Regions from separate parts of the Mus musculus genome. Here region 1 is linked to region 2. Evidence: chromatin contacts called from public Micro-C data. All regions are on one chromosome and are shown on one strand. The core of a region is the stretch at or near the end of the contact, and the rest is flanking DNA. Distances in the headings are between cores, read along the strand shown. Region 1 overlaps Itgae (integrin alpha E, epithelial-associated). Region 2 overlaps Zzef1 (zinc finger, ZZ-type with EF hand domain 1).

Region 1 (2,904 bases), core at 164-2,663, 180 kb after region 2:
GTTCTCTCTCTCTTTCTCTCTCTCTCTCTCAAAGATTTATTTATTTATTTCATGTATATGAGTACACTATAGCTGTCTTCTGGTGAGAAGGGGACATCAGATCCCATTACAGATGGTTGTGAGCCACCATGTTGTTGCTGGGAATTGAACTCAGGACCTCTGGAAGAACAGTTAGTGCTTTTAACCGTTGAGCCATCTCTTCAGTCCCTCTGCCTGGTTTTTTAACTCGATATAAATGTTACAACACAATCCTCAAACAGCAGTAAGTCCTCCAGCCCCATTAGTGGTACCGTCTGAGGCTGGAGTTTTTCGTGGTGACAACTGCTCTGATGGTGAGCATGGGGCCAATCCCCCTGGTACTTCTACTCCACAGCCAGGGTGATTTATTTGATCAGGTTTATAAAGGGAGGTTGAGTTTGCATTTTGTTTTCCAAGTTGTTTTCACTACATAAACGGATTTTAGTCAAGTTATCTGTGGCCATTTCCTGCCTCATCATCTTTTACCACTACCCCAGTGGGTCCCTTACCAGCCCTAGGCTCACAATCTTACTGTCCCCTCCCTTAGAGGCCCAAGGGTCAAAGTAGATGGGGGGGTATTTGTGTTTAAAGCTCTCAATGAATAGGGTGCTGGGAGCTGTCAAGAGATGGGGAACCTAGTGGGGCTCCCTGAATACCTGCTAAGGCAGAGGGGCTTGGGGGTTTGCACTGTCAGCAGGAGGAAGTGGTGGAGACAGTTCTGGGTTTCTGAGCCTGCTGCAGGGGGCAGGAAATGCACCAACTGATTGGCCCAGCTCACCATAGAGAAAGGAACAGGCTGATAGCCGCTCTCACATCCAGGGTGAGAGTACTATGCCCCTCACAATTCCCGTACTTTCTGAATTATGGAGTAAGACTGCCAGCTGGGAGAAGGCAGGAGGTGGATGAGACGTCCTGGAGATGTACCCAGTCCAGAGCAGATCCCAGAACCTGGGGATGGCAGCCAATGGCAGCCTCTGGCATAACTGGTCTGTCAGTCTGTGGCTAGCTGGTTTGCTAGTCACTAAGTCAGCAGACCTGGAGGTTGCCAGTCATAAAAGGGTTGGGAGCAACACAGACTGGGCCTTAGGCCACAGGATTGCACATTACGGGTGACCGTCTTGGGGATCTGCAGTGTGCAGTCTGCACAGCTGCATGTGGTGGCCTCTCCAGAGCTCAGAACCAAGATAGAAACAAAGATCAGGCATGGGAGTGGGAATGCAGTAGTTAGGGCGACTGGAGGATTTGAGCTGGTACCTGGGAAGGCTGCTCTGCAGGAGAAGGGAGGAAAAGGCACCACAGGAAGAAACAGGGTGAGCAAAGGGCTGTTCTACGTGCTCTGGGAAGGAACAGTTATGAGCTAATCTACCATTGGGAACAGGAGGAAAGGGACTGGGCCTGGGCCAAGATAGCCTGGGGAGGGAGGCAGAGTTACGGAACAGTGACCTAACTTGGGGACTCGGACACCTACCCCTCTGCCCAATGCCCCAGATCAACCCCTCAGCCGTTGCCTGTACAACCATGCAAGTCATTCAACAAGTGTTTACCAAGCCCTTACACTGTTCTAAGCCTCCGTAATTGTGTGATAAACAAGGAAGACAAGGCTATTGGGGAACTGCTTGGTGGAGGAGATGGATGATAACATAGGGAAATCAGGAAGCAAGCTACGGTCTGGTGGTGACAAGTTCTGAGATGGGAAACGTCAGAGCAGGGTAACTAGAGTGTGAGGTGGGGCCCCTTGGAGACAGCAGCAGGTGTGGGTGGCGGGGGCCCCTTGGAGAAAGCAGCAGGCGTGGGTGGCGGTTGCGCAGAGTACGGAGATGAGGATGAACCAGTTTTAGGGAGTGGAAGGCCAGGCTTCCAGGCAGAAAGGACAGCTGGCAAGTGAGCCTGAGGGGGAAAGGACCAGGACGTAAAGTTGTTAAAGGCCACAGCATACATTGCAGGTCTTTCTCTGAGTGAGCAGGGCACGCTGGAGAGGTAGAGATTGGGCACGCCTTTAATCCCAGCACTTGGGAGGCAGAGGCAGGCAGATTACTGAGTTTGAGGCCAGCCTGGTCTACAAAGTAAGTTCCAGAACAGCCAGGGCTACACAGAGAAACCCTGCCCCTCCTCCTGTGTTATCTTGTCTCCTAGGCCTCCAGAGCCACACCATGGCCTTTCAAAAGCACAGACTAATCATGTGCTTCCCCTTGACAAAGCCCTCCATAGCCTCCTGTCACCACGAAGGCCTGGGACTTGGCTCACAATTACCAGTCTCTGGATCCCCTTCCCTCCCACTATGCTCGCAACTCCAGTCATGGATGCGCAGTCACCCTGAGTCTCAGGCCAGCCAAGTCCCAGGCCCCACGGAGCAGTGTAATAGGGACTGTTTAAGCTGACCCTGTCCTCTGGGAGACAAGAACTTCACAGCAGGATTGACATCTCCTCAAGCTGCCTTCATCAGCTCCCCAAACCTCTACTTCCTAGTCAGGAAATGCTAAGGTCAGATGAGCAATATGTTCCAGTCAGCTTTGCCCTTCAAGGGACTGGCATTCTGGCCTGTGACTTCCTGGTTTCCCCCTTCCATTCCACAGGACAGGAGTCTTTTCTAGTGCTCCAAACAGTTAGGCAGGCAGACAGGGGTTACATTGAACTACTTGGAGCCATGTAGAAGTAGAGGCTCACTAAGTGCTTTCCCAGTAATGCTGAGTCTGCTGGCCTGGGCTAGAAAGCTGTTTGTCATACCCAGGTCTGGGCCTCTTCTTCAGGCAGGAATAGGAAGACTGGGCCTGGACAGGCAAGGAGGTGAAAGGAGATGTTAGCCAGCTTATCTTTGCTGTCTCCTCATCCGCTTAGCCTCCTGGTAGCCAGACGCAGCTCCAACAGGAATACAGCCGCCCTGTATCG
Region 2 (2,994 bases), core at 173-2,672:
CTCCGATGTGCAGCACAGGTACCTCCTCCCTGTCTTCCAAGAGTTAGCCTGTGGGTCATGTTCCTGTGACAGATAACACCCCCTCACTTGCCGGAACTGGGGGTGGGGCTGTGACTTAGAGTTGCATGACAGGTCCAGACCCTGCCAGAGTTTACATGGAGCTCAGCTGCTGTTCAGTCACTTCCTCCTGCTCTCAGAAAGAGCAGGGAGCCTCATTTATCACTGTCACTCATATTAAACTGTGGGGTCAGAAGACACTAGCAAGAATCTGGTCTCTGAAACCAAAACAGCCAGTGCCTTCACTTAACTACTCATTGGCCGATCTTGGAAGTTTCCACAGATTTAGATTCTAGATATTTTTGGATTTTTTTGGATGTACTTTGCTTCCCTGGCTAGAAAACTCCTCTTCTGACAGCTGTGCTTCTAAATGATAGAGGACCCAAGAAACCCTGTATACATCAGTGTGCATCATTAGAGGTTAGACTTAAGTGTCTAAATTAGAACAGTAATTAAACATTTATGTATCAATTCAATCTTTAAGACAGTAAACACATTTCATGTTAATGTGTTTTGGGAAAAATCTCTTCAAAACAAAATAATATTGAGGATGGCGGCCCTGGCTCCATTTTTGCAGACTTCTTTAATGTCTGGGTCAACAAAAGCTGGACTCTTGTACTCATCTGCCCTGTACTCATCCTGGAGAAAGAAGTGTTGTGCTCTACTATAGCAGACAGACAGCTGGGGGATCTCCAGCGCTCATAGAACGTTTCTCAGCTAGGCATCCACCTGGGACTCTTCCCAGAGCCTAATCCTTCAAGGAAGGCTCTATGTGGAAGGTTAGAAGTGTTTTGCTCGGAACTGGGGCTCCCCTACTAAAGCAGGGGAAAGAGCAGGTGGGGCTGCTGAGGTCTCTTAGCAGCCAGCTGCACTGGCTACTACGGCCCTTGCTTTCTTGATGTGCTATAAGAGATTTTGATGTGTGGTGAGCACCAGCTTTCTCTCCATGGGCTTGACTGGCCCTCATGCTTGCCCATGCATATCTCATCCCCCTTCCCCTGTGGCCCTCCCCACAGCTTGCCAGTCTCTTCCCTGAAGTTCTGCCTTCTAGCCATGTCCTTCTGGGACAGCTGCTTTCCCCGCAGTGTTCTGAGCTCCCCATGGGTACTTCTCTAGCACTAGCTGTTCACCTCTTGTGTGAACCTTTGTGCTCCCCTTCTGTTCCTTTCTATGGCTTTCCCAGACCCCTGCTTCAGCAACTAGACTGCTACCACACCATGGCCATGGTTGTTTTATTACTTACCCAGGGTTTTCCTGTGGGCTTTGGTTTTGTTTTCTTTCTCATTCTACTTGTGAGCCACTGGGTAAGGGGGACTACCTCTGGCTCACCTTATCACCCTCCAGCTGAGGAACTTAGACTCAAGGATGAGGAAGTCAGTGGCTCTTGATATTGATAACTGCTCTTTCCCTCCATAGGCTCTGCAGAACATTGCTGCTATCAGCCTGGCCATCAACTACCCAAACAAGGCCACCCGCCTCTGGAATGTTGAGTGTTAGCCTCAGTGTGATATGCATGGACTTGATCATTTGTCTACAGGGGTTTATAGCAGACCTCCAACCTTGCTCAGGAAACCCCTGAAGCCTCTGCACCCAGCTCTCTTTGAGCCCACCCCCTGCTCCCATCTGGCCAAGCAGCCGCCTCATCAAAAAGGCCCACTGCAGGCGCCACATGTCCAAAAAGGCACAGCAGTGTAGAGTGGCTCAGAAAGAGCATCAAGAGGCCTTGGGAAAGTTATTCAGAGAATAGAGACTAGAGGCCAGTCTCCTCCAGGGGAGTCACAGCACTGAAGACCTGGAAGCCGTCTCTGAAAGGATTCTGTCTCCACTGAGTGGGAGCTGCCTAGGCTTGCCATCAGGAGAAGGCACCATCCACCCAGAGCTACCTTTGCAGTAAGACTTGCAGCTTGCAGCAGCAGTGGCCCAGTTGGGACACCAGCCCATAACCAACATGAGCACCTCCCAGCCACCTCCAGTTCCCAAGCAATCTTCTTGCCACAGCTTAGCTGGCCAACTCACAGTGAGAGCAGGTGTCCCTGGGAGCAGCTGGCAGGCTTTGCTTGTCACTGTGCAGCAGCTCCCCGCACACATCTTTGTTCCTTCATTGTTTTAGTTTTCATTTCCCCTCATGGTTTTAGAAGAGAACCACATCGACTCCCTGAGAGGTCCCCTAGGGAATGCCTAGGGGCAAACTGGCATGTGTGGAAGTGACAGAAATGGAGGGGCTCTCCAGCACCTGCAGTGCAGGCAGTGCCCTCAGAGGAGCCTTTGTTCAGGAGTCAGGACACACCTGATTATACTTCTGCTCCAAGGTCATGGTGATCAGCAGCCTACGACCTTGAACCTCCTGCCTGGTTGTTTGGCCATCCCCTGCCTAGCAATAACTACGTTAGTTTTAGTGAAGCTTTTGCGTATTTCCTTCTATGGTTTTAGCATTGCCCTGTGTGCTGATGACCTTTTTCCCCAGAGCCACAGAGTAGGATGCTGGGTCAGCAGCAGGCCGTGGACTTTCAGGAAGAATCCTGAGGCACCTGCTGTTGAAGGGCAGGCATCTGGCCAGAGGCATATCCCACCTCACAGGCAGAATGCAAATAAAAAAAAAAAAAAAAAAGGCTCCTAAGAGCCAGGGCCACATTTGGCTGGCTTTTGCTGTGACCAAGCTTGCCCCTTTGGCCTCTGAAGACTCTTCTGGGAGTTGGCAAAGGACTGCATTGGCAGAACCTGAACCTGCAGGTGTGGGAGCATCTTGTGCAAAGGTGCTATGCCTTCTGGCACCACTTCCTGCCCAGTCATAGAATTAGGTTATCTGATGAACCCCAGCACACAGGAAAAGTGGCCACAGAATGGGAGGGGATGGGTTATAAAAGCAGAAACAAATGGAGTGACCTATGGTCCACCACCCTGACATCAGAGGGAACTTGGTCCAGGTCCCATGGTATT

Evidence for each region. A called contact is a pair of places that touch in the nucleus more often than the background predicts.
Region 1: a contact with region 2 is called in a Micro-C map of the G1E-ER4 cell line, with 2.9 times the contacts expected there. The contact joins two enhancer-like sites. A contact is called at or near these places in 19 of 484 Hi-C or Micro-C datasets (the G1E-ER4 cell line, the HL-1 cell line, cortical neurons and 3 more), 1 of 115 datasets of contacts at active chromatin or transcription factors (bone marrow-derived dendritic cells) and 3 of 9 other capture datasets (embryonic stem cells, liver and pancreatic islet).

Annotation. Positions count from the first base shown.
Region 1 is chr11:73,107,653-73,110,556 of GRCm38.p6, forward strand. It overlaps Itgae (integrin alpha E, epithelial-associated), which reads left to right. Exons shown (of 31, transcript NM_008399.3): 3 at 2,854-2,904. Among named protein-coding and RNA genes, the nearest start is that of Itgae, 19 kb to the left of the region's middle. Within about 2 kb of position 1,414, at least 63 of the 459 cell types and tissues checked have an H3K27ac peak or open chromatin away from gene starts, as enhancers often do. A contact at or near this core is called in the G1E-ER4 cell line, where this site is marked.
Region 2 is chr11:72,923,164-72,926,157 of GRCm38.p6, forward strand. Zzef1 (zinc finger, ZZ-type with EF hand domain 1) reads left to right here. Exons shown (of 55, transcript NM_001045536.2): 54 at 1-18; 55 at 1,474-2,994. The coding sequence ends at 1,554. Among named protein-coding and RNA genes, the nearest start is that of Gm34704, 16 kb to the right of the region's middle. Within about 2 kb of position 1,423, at least 39 of the 459 cell types and tissues checked have an H3K27ac peak or open chromatin away from gene starts, as enhancers often do. A contact at or near this core is called in the G1E-ER4 cell line, where this site is marked.